3 separate regions of the Sus scrofa genome follow, and regions 1 and 3 are each linked to region 2. Evidence: chromatin contacts called from public HiChIP or PLAC-seq data. All regions are on one chromosome and are shown on one strand. The core of a region is the stretch at or near the end of the contact, and the rest is flanking DNA. Distances in the headings are between cores, read along the strand shown.

The links. HiChIP or PLAC-seq counts read pairs in DNA pulled down with a chosen protein or histone mark.
Region 1: an H3K27ac HiChIP or PLAC-seq map of alveolar macrophages shows a contact between it and region 2. The contact joins two enhancer-like sites. A contact is called at or near these places in 3 of 47 Hi-C or Micro-C datasets (heart right ventricle and skeletal muscle) and 1 of 2 datasets of contacts at active chromatin or transcription factors (alveolar macrophages).
Region 3: a contact with region 2 is called in an H3K27ac HiChIP or PLAC-seq map of alveolar macrophages. The contact joins the promoter of RASA1 here to the enhancer-like site in region 2. A contact is called at or near these places in 2 of 5 promoter capture datasets (fetal liver and liver), 6 of 47 Hi-C or Micro-C datasets (embryonic fibroblasts, fibroblasts, liver and 1 more) and 1 of 2 datasets of contacts at active chromatin or transcription factors (alveolar macrophages).

The regions. Positions count from the first base shown.
Region 1 is chr2:94,929,302-94,932,987 of Sscrofa11.1, reverse strand. The region is part of intron 1 of RASA1 (ras GTPase-activating protein 1); the gene reads right to left. Among named protein-coding and RNA genes, the nearest start is that of RASA1, 52 kb to the right of the region's middle. Within about 2 kb of position 2,352, at least 5 of the 83 cell types and tissues checked have an H3K27ac peak or open chromatin away from gene starts, as enhancers often do. A contact at or near this core is called in alveolar macrophages, where this site is marked.
Region 2 is chr2:94,709,846-94,713,766 of Sscrofa11.1, reverse strand. No RefSeq gene overlaps it. Among named protein-coding and RNA genes, the nearest start is that of RASA1, 170 kb to the left of the region's middle. Within about 2 kb of position 1,711, at least 14 of the 83 cell types and tissues checked have an H3K27ac peak or open chromatin away from gene starts, as enhancers often do. A contact at or near this core is called in alveolar macrophages and liver, where this site is marked.
Region 3 is chr2:94,877,550-94,881,714 of Sscrofa11.1, reverse strand. It overlaps RASA1 (ras GTPase-activating protein 1), which reads right to left and starts at 2,100. Exons shown (of 25, transcript XM_003354207.4): 1 at 1,485-2,100. The coding sequence starts at 2,002.

The DNA.
Region 1 (3,686 bases), core at 1,103-3,602, 220 kb before region 2:
GAAAGCACTACATAGGCCATACAGTATAATGTTTAAGAGTGTCGGCTTATGTTTGAATACTAGCTCTGCCAACTGTATATACAAATGTGGGCAAAGTTCTTAATTTCTGAGCCTGAGTTGCCTCGTAAAAAAGGCACAAAATAACAGTATATACTTCATAGAAGGTTGGCATGACATTGTTAGAAATGAACTAATACATAAACTACACATAAATTACATACATGTACACATAGGCTATAGGACTGATTAATTCAGCTTTGTCAATGAAGATTTCATATTACATACTGTTACATGATGGATGATTACTATGTGGGTCACTTAGGTCTCAGTTATCTTTCTGCTTTCCAATCTTGTTTACCTTCTAATTTTGGGAAAAGAACAAAAGAAACCAATTTTTGTTTCTTCTAAAACACTGATTTTTAAAGAGGAAATTTCTTTTCCCAAAAACTCTTTTTTGAACATTACAGATCAGACATATTAATTGAGGTTGGAGACTTCAAAGTATTCATAAAACAGAATTTCTTCCATTTCTCCTGGCAATTCCAGAAGGAAGCCCTAAAATAGCTCCATTCTTTCCCCAATGTGGATATATTTTTTGGAGAGACAGCAAGCACAGTATGCACTTGAGATGTTATAAATTAAGTTTGCTTAAATTAGTACTTTAATAATAAAGTATCTACTGTTTTCCTATTTAAAAGTAAATTAGCTCTTTCTCTTGTTCTCTCTCTTTTAAGCAAGATGGGGGAGAGATACAGAAGAAAATTCTAAAAGTAAATACATTTTTCTCAGCTAGTTTTGTAATTTTTGTTGGGAAATCATACAGGCAGATATGGAGTCCCTTGATATCATTTTCTTAGATGCTACATAACTAAGTTTATCTAAACTAAAACATCTAAGATGAAACTATACATTAAATAAGTTAAATAAGAAAAGAGGTAAGTTGGGCAAACCTCAGGAATCATTTTAAATTTGGAATCACATGAATGTTTTTATAAGCATATATACTGGTACAGTTTATTTAAGGGGCCTTAGCAGAGCCTTTGTGCTTTTTAGTCTCTCATCAGGTAGAATACAGAAATCTATACAAGAAAACAACCTGTTATGAATATAGATAGGTGCTTCATTCAAACTACACGATTATTTAAAACTTCACAATCCTAAACGAAACTGTCTACTACAGTAGAAAACTATTAAAATAGCACTACCATCAACAAATTTCCTTTGTATAAAAAGGAAACTAAATTGCAGTTCCCAGCAGATCACTTTTACTTTCCACTATGCTCTTCCTTCTAGTTATATCACTGGCAGGCACCAAAGTTCTCACAGAGAAACATATATACAAAAATCTCATTGCCAAAAAATGTCATCACCTGAATCACTTGGAACCATTTGTGCCTGATCATATAATGAACTTCCAAAGTTCTTCCTTAACTCTCAAACATGTTAAGCAGATTCTCTCACACATGCTGTCCATTCTGAAATTAAACTAATTATTTCAGGCTGGGAGTTGAGGCATAAAGACATTTTCTAAACCTACTAGAAATCTCCTAAAACCTCAATATTTCCTTTCAGCAAACAAAGTCATACAGTCTGAGCTAGTGGTTAAGAAAAATAAACTGACTTTTTAAAGTGAAGGGGAGAGTAAAGAAAAGACACCTTATACTAAGTGATTTCATTCAGTCTTTTTTTTCCCGTATCACTATATGCAGACAGACCAAAATTTGCTCACTAGGAAATTCATCGGAACAACCACTAGACTAAGGGAAATAGGTACCCCTTAGACCAACTACACTAAAACTTGAGAAGAAATATTTACATGTATGTTAGACCTCTTGAGTATATTTACAGGTTCAGGCAAATATCAAGTGTGTGTGTCTGTGTGTGTTTGTCTATGTATTTAGTCATTTACCTCAGATCAAATGAGCTCAAGGCAAGGGCAAAAATTTGATTTCCTTTTGCCACAGGTAACACGTTTATAGAGAACTAAGGAGATTTAAGTTCTATGGGAGTATTAAAGAAACAGCACTGTCATACATCTGTCCACACAAAATTTCAGTTTATACAAAATGTGGGACCAACAATACAATGTTTATGCAACCAAAAGTTTACATTCAAGTACATTCAACTAAGACAGTCTCATGGTAACCTTAACCCCTATAACCCTAGAAAACAAATAATGAAAAGTAGAAAATGCCACACGCTCTCAAAAAATGTTATGCACTAATTAAACATGTTTATTTAAAAAAAACAAAAAAAAAACAAGAAAAAGGAAAAGTATAATACTTTCTAGCAGGAAGCTAACATCAGTTCCTATATTACATCCTCCATCTCTTATATCTGTGTAGTTTCATTTCTCAAAAAACTCTCAATGCTGACTGCCGTACAGCATAGGGAACTCTACCCAATGTTCTATGATAATCTTTACGGGAAAAAAAATCTGAGAATGGGTGTGTGTACATGTATAACTGAATCACTATGTTATACAGCAGAAATTATCACAACTTTGTACATCAACTAAACTTCAATAAAACTTTAAAAGATGGGGGAAAAAAAACCCTCCCAATTCTTATAGCTGAATATTTCTTAGAAATTCAACAATTAAAAGTGTCAAGCCAGCAATTAAGCACATTAAAATAGGGCAAAGAAATGATGTGTGGTCATCTGGTCCAAAGAACACATTACTGCAACATAACTGTAAACTACCTTCTACTTAAAAACCCACACTTTTTTAATTTCACAATGTTCAACCTAAAACTTTAGAAGGTATGGTGATACAGTGGCCACCTTCTGTAACTAAAACATTTCTTAATATGGATATTAAGATAAGCCTTTAAACACTGAATCTGAAGTTTAAAAATAAACTTTAGTCTAGCATGACCTTTAATTAGAACATCTCTAACCAACTACATGCCAAGCATTGTGCTACATGGTAGAAAAATAAGTTACCACCACAGAATACCATGAAATAGAAGTTTACAGTCTAGTGGAGAATACAGACAAAACAGGCAGCTGCAATTTGGTACAGCAAGCACTAGAATGTGGGGGCATATGGAAAAACTTCAGTCTTAGCACATTAGTATACACTTCCTGAAAAAACTGATGGCTAAACGGAAAACCTAAAAAGATAAGTAGCAACTAATTCAGAGAAAGCAAGGGACTGAGAAGGTGAGAAAGATGTCACAGGCAGAGGGAAAAAGTAAAGACGAACAAAGGCAAAAAAAAAAAAAGTTTAAATACACTTATGGGAACATGAGAATAAATTTTCAAAATATACTTTACAAGACTAATTCTTACCAGATAAAATGGAAAGAATATAACCTTCTGAATTAGACTAGACTTATAACCTTACCTGCTAAACTTCTTTCAATACTTCAAAGAGAAATGCATCTCAAAGAACATTTCAAAAGTTCAAAATATTTTCAGGAGTTCCCACAATGGCTCAATGGAAATAAATCTGACTAGCATCCAGGAGGACACAGGTTCGATCCCTGGCCTTGCTCAGTGGGTTAAGAATCCAGCGTTGTGTTGCAGTGAGCTGTGGTGTAGGTTGCAGATGCAGCTCAGATCTGGTGTTGCTGGGGCTGTGGCGTTAGGCTGGGCAGCTTCAGCTCTGTTTCGACCCCTAGCCTGGGAACTTCTATATGCCGCGGGTGCGGACATAAAAAGACCAAAAAAAAAAAAAAAAA
Region 2 (3,921 bases), core at 462-2,961:
GCCCCCACTTCCTGTGTTATTCCTTATTTTCAGTTCTATCAGTGATAAAAATATAATGTATTCATTATCATGATTTTTACATTTAGTTTTGTGTTTGTTTCATTCAGCAGTCTGCCTTGCATGTTTGCTCAGCTGCATTAAAAGCTCCTCAGAACTACAATGTTCCTTTTTTTAACGCCAAAGTTATTGCTTTGAATTATAGTAGATATGAAAAATAAATCAGAACAGCACCCTCCTAGCCCTTACTCAAGGCTCCATTTCTCAGCTTCTCCAATTCTTCTTAGTAGTTTTCTAGTAGTATTGCATAGGCCAAGGATTGTTGGAGTTATATTTGATCATGTTTGTCTTATTCTTCTATATCCAGTCTATCAGAGACTTAGGTTTCTTCCTTTCTCAAGTTTCCCAAATGCACCCTTTTGTTTCCTTTTCAGTTATCCAGCTATTAGATTTTTATGATAACATGCCTGATTTATGGATTTTGCCTTATGACTAATATGCATAAATTAACTCACCTTTTCTCAGATCTAATGTGCATGGCTTCCTAAAACATCCTGTCCATTGTGTCAACCTTGGTTACAGAAACGATAATATCCTCTTGACCTATCAATTTCAAGTTCTTCGGCCATATATATATAAGTCTGGGATTACCTGACGATAGGATGTTTTTTCATTGCTCCCTAATATGTGCAGTCTACTTTGCCCAGACAGATTTTTTTCATTCTCTCTCCACATACACTATACTCTTTCCTATCTTTTTTCCTTAATTAAATTCCTTCTGGGGATTGAGGATGTCTTGGCTACTATCCTTTGCTAACACTCCAAATAGATCTTCTTGTGTCCTTCATGAAACATCATACACACATTCAATTTTATTTTTAAACACACACACACACACACACACACACACAACCATCCTCCCCATATGTCCATGGCAAAAATATTTATTCTGTAATTTAACTTTTAATGGTTTGTAAATTATTCTATTTCTTTGCTTTATGTAACATTTATATTCTAAAGTCCTTAATATATAGATTAGATGCAATTTCCTTATTGTTTAGATATTATTAAATATTCAAGAAACATTCTGGTTCAAAATTTCATCATGGTCCTCATTATCAACAAAGTCTTCTACATTTTGAGAACTGGGAAAAAAAGTAGTCAACTTCAAAAGGCTTGGGTTTATCTTTGCCAAACAACGAAAAGAATCCAGGAAGAATGCTAAATCTTTAAGTTGTCTTTCATAATTTCTGCTTCTAAAATAAATAGCACTGTTAACAGAAACCTAAAGATTTCTCTATTCATATCAAAGAATACCTTCTAAGATCAGATTCATGTTATTTTTAAAAAGAGCTTCAGCAAGTCACATACTATGTTCGCTGTAAGTTCAAAAGTAAGAAGGCCCTTCCCTCATTTTCTTAGAACAGACCTCTAGGCAATTAGAATACATCAAAGTGACTAAAAGGACAGAACTTAAGTCTAGCTCTCCCCTGATCACCTGTGCAGTATATTCTCACCATTGGGGGCCACTGGTCTTGTGGCTTTGTTTCCTGCTCACTAGACTGTTGGTTGATGGGCTGAGGGTGTGACTTTGCTCATTTCCTTTTTGTCACCTCACAAAGCCCTGGTTTGTTTGCTTTATCTAAGACCTCTCTGCTACCTAGCTAAGCTTGGCTTCCTGTCCAATGCTGTGCACTCTGTCTCCATGGTCCCGGCTCAGCTGGAAGAAAATCAACTGAGGGTCTGAAAGTCCACTGCACTTTTAATGACTTCCTCAAACGTTTCACTTACCCTTCGGGGCTGGCAATAGCCAGTCCAGAGGAGCAGTTAGTAGGAGTGATTCAAATATTTAAATTTTTGCACAGTAAAAATGCTGAGCTTTCTGCTGGCTCAAACTGCATGGGGTAAGGGAGAGAATGGAAACTCTAGGGCAGAGTACTACATCCTATTGTGTTTACATGTTTGATAATACTCCCCAGTACCTTCTGTTGGTGAGGAACAATACAAACTTGACATCCGTTAATGGTGGCACTTAAGGGAATAGCTCCTACTTATTATGAGGAGAAGCAGGAGGATTTGGATCTGGGGTGAGCCAGAAGTCTGGATTAAAAAGGATAGTAGTGAGCCCACTGTCAATACTAGGGACAGATGGAGCTTTAATAGTGAAAAAGGAATAGGCTTCCTAGAGAAGATATGGAGAACGTGTTTTCTTTACACATTTAACATATGTTTCCTTTCCAACCAAGCATGGACTCTGAATGAGAGGTTTCTTTGGAAAGAGTTGAATTTGGTGGAGGATCACTCTATCAAGAGGGACTTTTCATGTGTCTTCCTTAAGTATATTTCTGAAAAGTGTGGATTTACAGACATGGCTGAACATATGCTGGGACAGCTTATATCATATCATTGCAGGATGAGTAGTCAACCCTCTAAAAACAGTTCATACCACCCACAGGTATGCAGAAACCACTTGTGAGTAACCCATGTTTTGAATTCTCTGAGATTTACCATAGACCTTGGAATGAAAGCTTAAGAGAGTCTATATCAACCTACATGTAACTTGATGCAGCCACTGTAGAAAACAGTACGGAGGTTCCTCAAAAAATTGTAAATAGAATTACCATATGATTCAGCAATCCCACTTCTAAGTATACATCTGATAAAAAAGAAATGATTATCTCAAAGAGATATCTTCATTTCATGTTAATTGTAGCATTATCCACAATAACCAAGACACAGAAACAGCTTACGTGTCCAATGACAAATGAAAGAAAATAATATGGCCTATCGATAAATGGCGTATTTTTCTTTTTTTAAATGGCTGCACCTACAGCATATGGAGGTTCTCAGGCCAGGGGTTGAATTGGAGCTGTAGTTGGGGCCTATGCCACAGCCAACACCAGATCTGAACCACAGCTGTGACCAATGCCATAGCTCTTTGCAACACTGGATCCTTAACCCACTGGCAAGGCCAGGGACTCAACCTGCATCCTCATGGAGAAAATTTTACGACCCAGTGAGCAACAACAGGAACACCTATAAGTGGTATTTTATTTGGCTACAAAAAGAAGGAGATCCTGCCATTTGTGACAGCATGAAAAGAACTTGAAGGCATCATACTAAGTGAAATAAGTTAGAGAAAGACAAACATTGTGCAAAATAACTCATATGTAGAATTTAAAAACAGAAAATTCAAAGGGTAGAATGGTGATTTCTAGGGGCTGAGGGGTGGGAAAAATGGAGACTTATTAGTCAAAGGGTACAAATTTTCAGTTCCAAGAACAGTAAGTTCTAGGAATCTAATGAATAGCATGGTGACTATAGGTAACAATAGTGCATTGTTTACTTGAAAGCTGCTGTGAGAGAAGAGCTTTAATGCTTTCACCATAACAATAACAACATGTTATTTATGTGAAGTGTAGGATGTATTAACTAACTTTATTGTAGTAAATATTTTGCAATGTATATGTGTATCAAATCATCATATTGTACACCTTAAACTTACACAATGTATTATATCAATTACATCTCAATAATGCCAGGGGAAAAAAAGCTGAAATGCTTCTGGGGACCTTGACTGAGGTCACCATCAGACAGTGTTGCTTCTCCACAAACGCATATCACTATTACCTAGTATTTAATATATAAAAATCATATATAATTGTATACAAATGTATATAAACACACATACATATCTTCTTATACAGTGTTTCACTACATTACAGAAAATCCACAATGAGCACTTTTCAGATGATACTCTGAATGTCTAGAAACAGAAATGTTGATATGTCTTAGACTTTTTGAAGACTTATATCGTGGTTTGGGGTGCTAAACTGAATGTAGATTTAAAGACTATCTGACAGTATACCATCTCTAAAGAATGATGTGAAATTCCATTTCTCAAAATAGTAGCTGAAACTGAAA
Region 3 (4,165 bases), core at 851-3,350, 170 kb before region 2:
TATTAAAAAAGTTAATGGGAAAAATGCATTTTCTGCTCAATTTTGCTGTGAATCTAAAATTGCTCTACAAAATAAATTCTGTATTTAAAGGATTTAGAACTGCAATAAACTAAATATGCCTAATTCAACTTAGGAAATGCCAAAAGACTATATACTCTTTTATTATGAAAAGTTGTACATTATCATAACCACAGGGCCCTTAATATCTAAGTGATTTTCCAAAAAGTCTTAAAGGTGTAAAAACAATGCTGTAATTTAAATTTTTAACACTCTCAGAACACCTTCAAAAAAGTCTGCAATACATAAAGCTGGAATAAAATCAGACCAAAAAAACTGAACTCAAAATGAACAATATTAAAAGGAATATAACAACCCCATACCACCGCTGTCATAAATAGCACTAACTTTACTTTTCCATCAAAAGATGTAGCTTAAAGTCTGAAAAGTCCTAATTCATTGAGCCCTTTCTAAATCTTCCAAAGAAGCTTTTCCAAAAAGCAAACAAAAACTTTCAACTGTACAGAGTGTTTGTCAACATAGGAACCAAATCTTTTTTCCTCTGATACTCACCAAGTTGTCAAAATTCTAAAGGTCAATTAAGACAGATATGAGGGACCTATAAAACAAGTTTTGCCTACTATTAGCACTTCCCCATCAACATTTTCCTCTCATCAAGGTCCACCTATACATACCTATGAAGAGAACAAGGTGGAGGTACTACATACGGAAGAGTCACTTCCTATATATTCTGCTGTAGACTGTCAAAATTAATTTTCAAATAGAATACTGCATTGGCCACCAACAAAAACTGTTGAAGAGAAGCACACTATTTTGATTTGCTCCAACATTCTACTTAGGTTTCAACTATAAAAGAATTACACTAATATCCATAAATGGGAATTCTACAACATAAATTACAGATATTGCAGAGTATGGGCCCCTAACCACACGTATACTTCACAGAACCCCCTTCTTTTCTCGCTGACCCAGGCTCTCAAAAGTGATCCAAAGACTTCTCCATCATTAAGCCTTGCGATTTGCAGCGCAACGAAAACAAAGCATTCTGACCAATGCATGTCTCAAATGATACTAGTACAATACTCATTCAAATACTTGTAAAGCTTCTTACTAATCATCTAACCCGGGTTAATACGGACAAGGACCGCCTGGGTATCTGCAAGCTCAGCTGAATCCCAGGACGGCACCTCAATTTGGAAGGGGCAGAACCTTATCTGGTTGTCACTGGATCTACACTTTCCCATGCTTCCCATATTTAAAAATTTACATCTTCCCAGAGGAGCAATAAATATACAAAGACGCCAGGGAGTGTGCCTGTAGGGAAGATGAGTGATCAAATTAAATCCCTACGCACGGAACCTTAAGCTTCAAAACTTTTCACAACGAGTCACAGCTGCAGGAACGAGGCAGGTTTTCTCACTTCTTTCCACGAGCCAGCTTCCCCCAAAACAGCGGTCTTGACTTACTGGTTAGTTGGAGGAGCGGTCAGCGGGATGGCCACCTCTTCCTCCTCGTATTCTGGTCCATCCAGAGAGTCACCTTCGTCCACTGTTCCCAGGCCTGCGCCCAACGGGGGCAGCTGAGGAGGTGGCGGCAGAGGAGGGAATCCACCGCCTGCCCCGAACGTCTCAGTAGACAACGAAGTGGTCCCCTTGGTGAGAGCCATCTCCCCGCCGGGTCCGGCAGCGGCAGCACCAGCCACGCCAGCAGCAGCACCTCCCCCTGACAGTCCGGCTCCCGCCAGTGCCCCAGCCACAGACCCAGGTCCCAGGATCGATGACCCCAGAGCGGCTCCTCCACCCAGAGTCCCGGCCACTCCAGCTTCCGCCTGCCCAGAATAGGGGCCAGCTGCCACAGGCAGGGCCGCGGGTATCTTCACCCGACACGCTGCCGGATAAGCACTCGAGCCCGCGGCGGCGCCGCCTCCAGCTGCCCCGGCGGTGACCGGGCCGCCTTCCTCACTGCCGGCCTCGGCCGCCATCATGTTGAAGCCCGCTCTCCTCTGCCCTGCTCTACTCGCCCGGGAGCCCCGGGGGCCACCAGGCCCGGGCTCCGAGCCGCCCCACCCAGGCGCGTCCCCCCTTCAGCTCCACAGGCGGAGGAAACAACAACAAAAGGAGAGAGCCCGCCGCCGCGCCCCCTCTTCGGGCCACAGCCCAGGCTCGGGAGCTACCCGGGTTACGGGAAGAGAAGTGGGCAAAAAACCCAACGCCTGCACAAACGCCGACCAAACCTTCACCTTACACACCCACACTCACGCACACATGCACAGAAGCGAAAAACTTCCCGGCTGCACTAAAGAGGAAGGGAAGCACAGGGGAAGCGGCTGGGGCGGCTGCCGATCCTTCAGCCACCGCCACCGCCGCCGCCGCCACCACCGCTTCTTCACCACCCCAGTTCCGGCCACCCCCACCGCAGCCACCGCCGGTGCCGCTGCTGGGGCTGGGGCCACTGCAGCCGCTTCATCCTCCACCGGGCTGAGATGGGAGGGGTGGGGAGAAAAGAGGAAGGGGGGCGGGGTAGTGGGGAAATCAACTGAATTGCTCCCAACCTGGAGCGCTCGGAGAAATCGACAAGAGAAAGGAAGGCGGGGCAAGGGAGGAGGAGCGGAGGGAAGGAAGGGCGGGGGGGCGAGGGGAGGAGGAGGGAGAGGGCAGCTTCTGCGCAGGCTCCTTCCCGGTGCAGGGGTGGTGGGGGGTGCTGGGCCTGGAGGAGGAAAAGGAAGAGTCGGGAGGGAAGGAAGCGGCGGGGACGCGCGGTTCGCGGACGCGCTCTCTGTCCGGCTCCGGGTGTAACGCGTGGCGGCGCGGCCTTTTCTACAGTCGGTGTGCGCCTCCCTCCCTGGGCTTTGTTTGTTGGGCCGGTGGGGTGGAGGAGGGGAGGAGTGGGTCTCGGCGAGCACGCGGCCGCTCAGCTAGGTGAAAAAAGGAGAGTCGAAATGAGACCTGGAGGGGTTGGACCGGAGGGACGGGGGAAAGGGAAAGGAAGATGCTGCGAAGCCAGTTCCCTGCTTCCTGACCGGTAGAACAAACTCCCTTGGTGGCGGCGCAGAAACCAGACGGCCGAGGTCGGCCTGGGTCGGGGTTGGAGGGGCGGACTGCTTCCAAGGTCTTAGGCGGTACTGCTTGTGTTTTCATTTTCTTTGCATAATATAAATTACTATAACACTACTACAAACTAAAATAATGTGAATTTTTTAAACTAGGTTCTGACAAAACGAAATGAATAAGGGAGGGGGCGTGTGTGGGGGCTAAGAATTTTGGTAGAAATAGCCAGATTTCTACGACCATACACCATTGTTTTCTTCACGATCCTTTCCCCCTATTGTTTGTATGTGTCTTCAGACACACTGCCTGTGCTATTGCAAGTCTGTTGGATACTGGTAAGGTGTGGAGAGGAGCAGTGCTGTAGACAACAGTAATCAACGCACTTTTGTCCTGGTTTGTGTGCCTAACAGTAGGGCGTGAAGACACAGGCACTTTAAACAGGCAATTGTCAAGAAGGTCCCAAAGTGTCGGTTACAATTATGTATAGTTTCAAGAATTACCAATAAACCAAAATTTCACCCTTAATATGTGCAGACAATGGCTTTTGTGCTGTCTTTTATATTAGAACATGTAAACATAACTGGAGGAATCATTCACCTTTTTTTTTATTCCAGTATATGTAATTTACCCTTTTAGATTCATACATTGTTCATTTTAATTTTCCCAGAAGGGATCTCACATTAAATACCATTAAATATTGATCTTTGAGATCAGATTTTCTCTGATAAGGATGGTCAAACCAACAAGAAGCACATTGAAGGAGCTGTAATAGACGCCAAAATAAAAAAGGAAAAGACCGCTAAAAGAGTCCCCTACTTAAGAAATTTCCAAAAGCTTATTTGCCAAAATTAGCTACAAAATTATAGCAGTAATCCTGAGGACTCATTGTGCTTGCCTCTTATGCAATACACTACCTGGGAAAGTGGAGCTGGACTGACTAGTCACACCAGTGGTCTCAGACCTGCAATATCTTAGAACTTGTTAGAAATGCAAATTAATTGGACCCCACCCTAGACCCTTTGAATCAGAAACTGCAGTAATCTATGTTTTAATGAATCCTCCACGTTTGCACATTTAAGTTGAAGAACCACCGTATTTAA